3 separate regions of the Zea mays genome follow, and regions 1 and 3 are each linked to region 2. A link is a contact called in public Hi-C data. All regions are on one chromosome and are shown on one strand. The core of a region is the stretch at or near the end of the contact, and the rest is flanking DNA. Distances in the headings are between cores, read along the strand shown.

What was found. Hi-C and Micro-C count contacts between places; a contact is called where the count stands out from the background.
Region 1: a Hi-C map of ear shows a contact between it and region 2, with 3 times the contacts expected there. The contact joins the promoter of LOC103647118 here to the promoter of LOC100216732 in region 2. A contact is called at or near these places in 8 of 25 Hi-C or Micro-C datasets (bundle sheath, ear, endosperm and 2 more).
Region 3: a Hi-C map of endosperm shows a contact between it and region 2, with 4 times the contacts expected there. The contact joins the promoter of LOC100191164 here to the promoter of LOC100216732 in region 2. A contact is called at or near these places in 3 of 25 Hi-C or Micro-C datasets (ear, endosperm and tassel).

Annotation. Positions count from the first base shown.
Region 1 is chr2:151,680,707-151,683,933 of Zm-B73-REFERENCE-NAM-5.0, forward strand. It overlaps LOC103647118 (E3 ubiquitin-protein ligase listerin), which reads right to left and starts at 1,964. Exons shown (of 15, transcript XM_008671676.3): 1 at 1,664-1,964; 2 at 1,166-1,228; 3 at 617-694; 4 at 22-113. The coding sequence starts at 1,828.
Region 2 is chr2:151,976,798-151,980,177 of Zm-B73-REFERENCE-NAM-5.0, forward strand. It overlaps LOC100216732, which reads right to left and starts at 1,857. Exons shown (of 3, transcript NM_001367563.1): 1 at 308-1,857; 2 at 1-222. The coding sequence starts at 1,847.
Region 3 is chr2:152,400,699-152,404,012 of Zm-B73-REFERENCE-NAM-5.0, forward strand. It overlaps LOC100191164 (putative inactive dual specificity protein phosphatase-like), which reads left to right and starts at 1,581. Exons shown (of 6, transcript NM_001136599.1): 1 at 1,581-2,231; 2 at 2,603-2,655; 3 at 2,736-2,800; 4 at 2,881-2,959. The coding sequence starts at 1,816.

The DNA of each region.
Region 1 (3,227 bases), core at 714-3,213, 300 kb before region 2:
GTTGAATGGAAGGAGACATACCTAACTGCTGTGATGAGGCTAGACATGGCCTCATGAGTAGCACGGCGAACTTCTCTGTTATAGTCAAGTAGCAGCCTCTTGTACTCAAATGCCTAAAAAGAAATAAAACATTCAAGATAATATAGTACCAAACCATGCTACCTTTCCCTTTCTTCACATTAACACATATTCAACCTTACTAGGAATATAAGCAAATATAGAACTAACATGAGGTAGAAAGTCTAAACAGCAGTCTTGCATTCATAGGATCTCATTTAATAAGTCAGCAACAAATCTAAGGCATTCATGGATTAAAAGGAAACAATCTACTCACACCACAAAAAGACTACAAGCCCTTACTGCCATTTGTAGGAAACAGAGCTCCAAAAGAGCATTAGGTTATGATACAAAAACTTCCATATATACCATAATATAAATATGTGTATGCCAGATAATGAATATTTACTTTGATACTAGACAGATTCTCATAAAGATATGAAAATAGTACAAAGTACGGCATATAAGAAAGTTGCCAGTTGTACTCTGATAAGGACCATGACAATATAAGATCAGGATAAAAATGCAGCAGAGAAATCGAGAATCAAGAAAAAAATACCCATTGTGGAACAATCTGCACAACTTCCTCACAAGGTTTTTGTCCAAAGAGTATAGAGAGAGTAGATAAGGCCTTGATCTGCATTCAAGAATAGAAAAGAGAAGGGTAACACATAGTAAAGCAACTTCTTTAAAAAACACATAGTACCGCAGCAATGTTATAGATGTTTTTTTCCATTTTCTTCAATGCAGAAAAGATGTGACATTCTAGGAAGAAAATGGTAGGACAAACAAAAATTATTAGGAAACTGTAGCATCTCCTCTGAAAGATAATGATGAAACCTCAGACTTGACAGCACAGCTACTCCCTTTTATTGCATGAATGTGTGATAGAAGAACTGAATTCTTGGTATATATAAAAATTTGGGAATTGATACTTGACAGAAAACAATGATATGGTGAATGAACCTTAACTAAATATTATCAGCACAAGAGCAGAAATGCTATTATACAATATAGTGAGGGAAAAATGTCTGTGAAAGGAATCTGACATACAATATATTGAGGGAAAAACAAAGGCCTGCAAAAGGAATATGACTAGCAATCTGACCTTTGTTGTTGCATCTTTCCTTCCCAGCCTCTTTAGGTTCTGGAGTACTTCACCATCCACATCCTACATATAATATTAGAAATAAGGTATCAGAATGTCCACGAGCCTGAAGCCACAAAATGAGGCAAACTAAAACCAGCGCTAGTGAACTGAACTCAGAGGCTGTTGGTGGTGCCATGTGAACCTAGATGCTGCTGAACTCAAAACAGATAGGTGTAGCATGAAGCATGTTGTTATGACACCATATAGAATGAAAGATAAGGTGTTACACTGCTATTACACCTACAAATCCAGGTCCAACTCTCTACCGATGCTAAAACTGAGAGCCAATTCGACTAATTTCTATCACAGTGGACTAGTAAATAGTAGATGCTGGCTGCGTAGATAGGATTGTCCGAATTTAGGACCGAAGTATCCCTCCCGCAAAGCTAGTATGAAAAACTATTCCACTAGTGGTGAACTAAGGAGAGACAGACAGAGAGAAAGAGGGGGGCATACTGGGGTAAGGCGAATCGGGGCGTCTGGGTCGGAGGGCGCAGCGGGCTCAACACGGACGGCGCCATGGTAGCCGCCGAAACCGACGGTGGGGACGGCGCCATGGGCGTGCGGTACCAGCGACGCCGCCATGCCGCTGCTGGACGCGCGGCCCTTCTGCTTCCCCATCGAGGTTGATCCCTCGTCTCGTCTCGCCCGCTTACTTCACAGCCGCGCCGCCGCTCGAATCGAAGACGACGACGGAAGCAGCAGGTGAAGAATTTTGTTGGGCATTCGCTTATTTGGTTTCCTTCAGCCTTCATACTTGTTACTACTATTTTTGCTTCGGCTGTGTGGTGTAGCCGGCCCATGACGACGAATTGGGCAACCGGAGATACCACCCAATGGGCCTTAGCCCTTCTCAACATTCATTGTTCACCTGACCCAACCCAGCCCAACATGCTTATCAGAAAATCTTGAGCAGCGTCATGAGACGAGCGGTTACCAGGCCCAGCACGCAGCACGCAGCACGCCCGTATTCTGTTCGAACTCGCGTCGGCCGTTCCGAAATATTCGGACTCGGACACACAGCGCCCGCGCTATATGTATCAGCCCCGCCCGCGCGTAAAATCCTCGAGTTCTAGCTATACGTGTATATTCGGGCCGCCCGGCCCAGCCCGGCCCAAGCCCAAAAAAGCCCGTATTGTTTGAATTTTAGGTCGGTCTGGCCCGTTTGAATTCCGGGCCGTGCCGGGCCGGCCCATGGTCCGTAATTGCTTAAACGTGCCGGGCTTATTTCGGGCGGCCTGAAATTCAATTTTTGGCTCGAAATTTAGTTTTTGGCCCGAAATTCACATTAGAGCCTCAAATTCAAAACAAATTTATTAAAATAAATAAGAGATAAGACAAATAAATTTGACCAAAAGCAAACTTAATATTTGTATTAAGTTACCAGAGCTATGCAATGACTACCTCGTTTACAAATCATTTTGTAGAAAGAAAAAGAGTATAATCAGCTCTATATATAGTTCGTAAGTTTATTTCATTATCTAATGTTCATAACAATAATAAAATTACATCACATACTCTAATTCAAAGCTACAAAAAACATCTAACTAACATTATCTCTAGCTTTATGTTTTTTATCAAGTACATGAAAGTGTGGAATGAAGTGTGGTTTTAATAAATATATGGGCCTTTTCGTGCCTCTATATGGGCCATTTCGTGTCTGCCTTAAACGGGCCGTGCTCGTGCCCGCCCATGGGCCGCGACCTCGGCCCAGACCTGGCCCGATATATCGGGCCGTGCCGACCCGGCACTAAATTATTTCGAGTTGTGTCGTACCTAGGTCGTGCTTTTTTCCCGTGCTTCGAGCCGGCCTATCAGGCCCGGCCCAAATGTACACCTATAGTTCTAGCCGACCACCACGCCAACGCAGGATCTCCTGCAATTCTGTTGACGAGACCGGCTTCCGACCAAGAACGACAACGACAGAAGAGATGAAGCGCGCGCCGCCGCGGTGGCCGAAGGGAAACGTGCCCCCAGGCCCCAGGGTACTGCTCCAAGCCGACCCGCCGGGAGCTCCGCA
Region 2 (3,380 bases), core at 607-3,106:
TCACATGTTGAAGACTGGCTGATGTGGATAGAGAAGCCATGAACTCATTCATTATGTTCTCAAAACTAGAGCTGCAGTTGCTCCTAATCCATTCTAGGTGCTCAATGGCCATCTCCACTTCCCCAACATCGGTTAGATGCTTCAGCAAGATGATGTGTGAGTTCAAGTTCTCAACATTAGATGGAACATTACACATAACACTCAATGCTGCTTTGAAATTACCTGCAAGAAACATGTAGTGGCTATTATTTAGATTGAGTTATAAAAAGCAATTAAGAGCAGCCGAAACTTCATTTGCTAAGTGTACCTTGTTTGCAGAGTGCAAGTATAAAACTACTCAGCACAAAACTAGCCACTCCAGCATCCTGCATCCAAGATTTATTAAAGACCTCCAGGGCCCGTTCATATTTATTTTCCTGGCACAACATATTGATGAAGGACGTGTATGTTGCACCATCTGGGGCCACACCTTTCTGGAACATATGGTCAAAGAGTTGTTGGACCTCTTGGCTTTCACCCATTTCTGTAAATTTTGTTATGAGTATATTGTATGTCTGCAGATTTGGGCTACACCCACTGGTAAACATCTCATCCCACAACTTCTTGGCTGGCCTAAGAAGGTCATTTCTACACAGCGCTTCCATAAGGGAGTTATATGATGAAATGTCAGGCTCTAGCCTCTTTTTTTTCACCTCCTTGAGCACATCATATGCCTCCCTAACCTTTCCAGCCTTCCCTAAGAATGACACCACCAAATGGTAACCCCTTGCATTCCTACAATACCCCTTGTCCAAAAGCACCCTCAAAATCTCCCACATTTCGTCGCCCTTCCCACTTTTGCAAAGACTCTCGCAAAGGTGTGCAAGCATCTCAGTACTTGGAAACCTCCCCTTCCCCATCATGAACTTGCAGAACATGGCAGCACCATCGACATCAATCTCAGACACTGAACCAACCAAAATGTTCAGCACATCATCATCAATTGGGAAATCTCCCAACACAACCGCCTCGGCAATCTCCTTCGCTTCTCTAAACAGCCTGTTGGACACCAACACAAGCACACATTCCCTGTACTCATCCTTTCTAGGCGCAACACCAAGCTTCCTCTTCTGCTTCAAGATCCTTCCTTCCTCTTCCACCCTCCCCTGTACCCTAAACCCCTCGGCCACAATCCTATATGCCAAGAAATCTGGTTTCCACCCACGTAGCCTCATCTCATCCATAGCACGCCAAGCATCCTCAATTCGTCCCTCCCTACACATACCGTCCACAAGCATTGCCACCACAACCGACCTGTTAACCCGTCTCCCTTGACAGCCCACCACATCCACCAGGCGCAGGACCTCAGCCAGTCCGTCATCTTTCCTACCTGCGGCATTAACAAACACCCCGAACCCAACGGTGTTCAGCTCGACAGCTCCTGCCAGCATTCTATCGAACACCTTGCGCGCGTGGCCGAGAGACCCAGTGGACGACGCTAGCGCTGAGAGAAGGGAATTGCATAGCGGTACGGGTAAAGGAGCGGTGGGGTCAGAATCCGGGAGGAGACTGAAGTGTGCGAGGGCATCGGGTAGACGACCGTGGCGGAGGAGCGCTGAGGCGGCAAGCGCGCGGGTGACCGGGAGGAGCGGGAGCCGCGCGGCGCGGGCGCGGGAGAGAGCGGCTAGGAGGGAGGGGAGGTGCGACGCGACGGATGCGAGGTGCGTGTGGAAGGCGGGCGGGCTGAAGGCGGGCGCGGCGGCGGTGTGAGAGGGACAGGACGGTGAGAGACGGGGACGAGCGGAGACAGAGAGCGGGCGCGCGGCGTCGGCGACGCGGGAGAGGAAGGTGGAAGAGCGTGGCGCCATCGTGGCATCGCCGCAGCGAGCAAAGTAGGCTTAAGTTACCATCGTCTCGTCCTATCTGGAGCAAACTCCTTGCCTACCGGTCTCATTCCATATTTAAATCCCCACTTTTCCCTGTTTGTTTCGGCTTGTGGCAGCTTTTGGCCACCAAAAGCTGCTGCGTACTGCCAAACGCTCAGTTTTTCAGTCAGTTTCTATAAAATTCGTTGGGGGCAAAAACCATCCAAAATCTACATAAACACATAATCGATTGAGTCGTTGTAATAGTAGGAATCCATCACTTTCTAGATCCTGAGCCTATGAACAACTTTATCTTCCTCCACACGTAATCGTAATAATACTCAGATTCTCCCCACAGCTAAATTTTCTCCACAGCCAGATTTTCAGAAAAGCTGGTCAGAAAAAAGCTGAACCAAACATGCCCTTTAAATAATGTATCTACAGTACAAAATAGTAATTTGTATGACCCTTTATACGATTTATTGAAGATAGCCTTAGTACATGTTTGATCTAGGAGCTAAAATAAAATTGACTAAAGTTAGTCAGAGCTAAAGATCTAGATACGAAGAGCTAAAAGTAACTAAGTTATTTTTTTACGTGACTAAATTATAGTCACTTTTGTTTTAGCTCATATGATCTAAACAACCTCTTAGGTCCCGTCTGTTTTCTTTTATTTTGAGGAATTGGAATTTTACTAATGAAATAAACTATTTTTTTAGTATGTGACATTCTACCACTTTCCAAAGTTATCATATAAGTCTATCTCAAATTTATAGGATGAGAGATGGAAATTGATTCTATAGATTTACATGCTATTTTTCCGATGTACAAATTATAGCACACTCTTCTATTTGCTTCGCTATAACATAAATGTAGTATATAACTATCTCTCTCATATGATTTAGAATAATATACAAATATATTACATATATAAATATATAAACTTAATTAGTTTTGTCTAAATTATAATTATTGAAATGGAATTCAATTCCAACGAAACAAACGAAACAAACGGGGCCTTAATGTTTTTGGGAAATGATTTGTAATTTTGATATGGAAGATGCTATATTGTTTATAAAGTTGATTATTTTATACTTGTTTTAATTAATATATTGCCAGTTAATACAGAACAAAGCAAGACAATATAGAACAGAACAGGCTTATATAAGCTATGCCAAGAACTAATATGTTTGTTGCAATATTTACACGAAATGTCTTCAAAAGAGCTGAGCAGACATATATAGTTATATAGAGGACACAAAATAAACATTCTACAACTTAAAAGGCTACCGATGATCTGAGAAAATCTTTAGTTCCTAAAAGATTTGTTGTTCGTTTTTTCTTTGATGTGCAGGGTCCATGCTTGAACATGTAGTTCGAATATGAAATATAATAATATCTTCATTTATGGAGTACAAAAATTAGTGAGTCGTTGTTGTATATTTTTGCAAGCAATGGTAGGTTGTTTGCAATAGATAATAAAGAAATCAAATAAGCAGAAAATAAAGAGATCAAAACGTTTAATATAAGTGGCTA
Region 3 (3,314 bases), core at 331-2,830, 420 kb after region 2:
CCACCAAGGTAGCCGTTGGGGAGGCTGCTGTCGATGGGCGCACCGGACACTTATTGTTCAGTGTCCGGTGCGCCGCCACGTCACCCAACCGTTAGGGTTCTTGGGCCGTTGATCGTTGGCGCCTTTGTCTTCTTGTGGCACCGGACAGTCTGGTGGTGCACCGGACAGTCCGGTGCTCCTCTGACCCGCTGCTCTGACCTATGCCACGCACTGTGCTGCACTGTTCCTGCTGTCAGAGTCGACTGTTGCGCGGAGGTAGCCATTGCTCCGCTGGCTCACCGGACAGTCCGGTGAATTATAGCGGAGCGCACCTGTGTTTTCCCGAGAGTGGTTGGTTGACCCTTGTACGGTCCTGGTGCACCGGACACTGTCTGGTGCGCCAGACCACAGCACACTCAAGTCCCTTTTGCTCCTTTTGAATTGGGTCCCTAACTTGAATATTTATTGGTTTGTGTTGAACTTTTATGCACATGTAATACATGAATTCTTGGCAAACTAGTTAGTCCATGTGTTCGTGTTGACGATCAACCACCAAAATTAATTATAGAAAAATATTAACCCTATTTCTCTTTCAGTTCCCCAGCGGAGTCACCAAAAAGTGTGTTGGCGCCGATCCGGACGCTAATCACTAGGGGTGTATCGTCTAGTGGTGCCCTCTGTGGCGCGGACGGTCCGTGGCTCTGGGCCGGACGGTCCGCGACCTAGGTGCAGGAGCGGCGCCTTCCCTGCGTCGCACCGGACGATCCGCGCACAGGGTCGGGCGGTTCACGATGGCGCAGGGTCGTCTTCCTCCTTGCTGGAATCTAGATCTTGCCCCTGGAGAGAGATCTTAGGGCACTCTGGGTCGACAGGCCACCCGGGACGTCCCCAAACGACATGGAGTCACCTATAAATTAAGAGACAACCGAGATATAGTATTATGAATGAACAACTAGATCTTGCCCCCGGGAGGGGTAAGATCCTAGGGTCGTCTTGGGGTCGGCAGACCATCAAGACGGATCTAGACGACGTAGAGTCGAATAGGGGTGGATGTGAATATGCGAAAGGCTACAACTATAACTACGGTACATCTACTCCTAGGGCAGAAAAAGTAAATATAGTGGATAGATTCGATGGAAATGTATTCGGTGGTTCTCAATCGGTCATACCCCTTTATATTTATAGGAGAGGATGTCTGGACCTGTTCTAGGAGATAGCCAACAACTCACACGTGATTAAATGGATAACCACACACGAGATAAGAATAATCACCTGAGTTGATCTGATCGGGAGGTCGCGGACCGTCCGGGCCCTAGGGCCGAACCATCCGCCACTTTTGGTGTTCAACAGCATTGACTCTAATCTAACTCAACATATGTGGATTGGGTCAATATTAGATTATCCAAATTAGAACTCAGTGACAAATGGACAAAAGCAGCAGGCTGTCTGTGAAAGGTGCAAGAACACAGCCAGCCTTTTATTTCCATTCCATTCAGTTCAATTCTATGGAGCTAGCCAGGCAGGATGCTACGTATAGAACACGACCCAGCGGCAAAGACAAGACAAGAGGAGATTTGCTCTATATGCACCCCATGTTGTTAGATGATGTCACGTTGTTGATGTAAGGACTCCTCGTCCATCGGTTCCACACAGTTCGCTGCGATTTTAATTCACCCGCTTTTGCTTTTTCTGCAGTCAAAACGGCTTTAATCCAGCATCCTAACAGCCTCAGGATTGTTGAAAAAAAACTAGGTCTTCCACTCTTCCTCCACTAGTCTACTCGGCAGATTTCACTGACTCTCACCGGCGGTCTTTGTGCCTCCACCGGCCGCCGCCATGCCGTACCTCGTCCGCGAGCGGCTCTACTTCGGCGGCATCAAAGACGCCATTGCCGCCCTCACGGAGTCTTCCTCCACGCCGGACTTCACCCACGTCCTCTCCGTGGTCAGCTCCGCCTCCATCTCCTTCATCACCGATTGCCGCCCGGGCCTCGAGATCCCCACCGAGGAGGTCCTCCGCGTAGTCGCCGGCGAGGAGGGCGCGGCACCGACTGCCGCGGTTCCCCCGGGGACGCTGATGCGGGTGGTGGAGCGCGCCGGGCACGGGCTGCGGGTCACGCGCATGGCCGTGCCGCTGCGGGACACCGAGGAGGCGGACCTGCTCGACCGCCTCGAGCCCTGCCTTGAGTTCATCGATGAGGGCAGGAAGGTCGGGAATGTCCTCGTCCATTGCTTTGCTGGGGTGTCGAGGAGGTAGGACATCTGGATCGTTGCCATTTTCGATTTCGTTTTGTGGGTACATTTAGGATCTCTACTTCGGAGCAGTCATGTTTAACAATGGCATTAGGTTCGGCACGGTAGTAATAACATAGCAGCACGAATGCGATTTGGAGATATGAACTTTGACCAAACCAATTGGTCTTGCGATAAGAACTGAATGCTTGTGAGTTGTGACACAAACCACTTGGAGTAGGCCGATGCCTGTTTGACAATTGCGAATTGGAAAACAATGTAGCGTTTCTATTTAGTAAATTGGTTAGCACAAGACTGTTCACGTGTAATACTGTCAACTCCCTTTTGCATCTTTGTATATTTATTCATGGTTGATTTCAAATTTACTGCAGCGCTTCCATCATTGTTGCTTATCTTATGAGAGCAGAACAGAAATCTCTTGAAGGTCTGAACTCTCTTTTCCTGGAAAGAGCACATGTATCTTTTCATCTATAATTGAATTTTACTCATGTTGCTTTTTTTCAGAAGCATTAGAAGCTCTGAAGGAGATTTCTGAGTCGGCGTGCCCAAACGATGGTTTTCTTGACCAGGTGAGATTTGCTCATGATCTGCTGGCAGCATATGAACTATGTAGTGTTTATTGCTTAGCTGAATATTCTGTGCCCTGCAGCTGAAATTATTTGAAGAAATGGGCTTCAAAGTTGATACTTCAAGTCCTTTGTACAAGAGATTCCGCTTGAAATTATTAGGTTAGTCCTGATCCATTTTGGTTAAAGTGGTGTTTACGAGTTGTTGTCACATAAGTTTGAGTTAATAGGCCTTCTACAGTTTTGATGGGGTTTTCTCTATGTTTTATTTGTTTGGTCTCTCCTTGACTACTCTCACTGAAAACAGTGTCAGTTAGTTGCCCATGTGTGGTTTAGGTAGACCAATAGACCAGATGCATGCTTTCAAAAGGAAACTTGCTGACACTGAGAATCATTAAGGGGCTGTTTGGTTTCGAGCGCTAGCCAAGTTTGGCCACCAGGCAGCGTTCCCAGGCGTTCGATTTTGAGCGCCTGGGGCTGGGATCCGTTGCCTGGTAGGCAACTGCCTGGGAGGGCA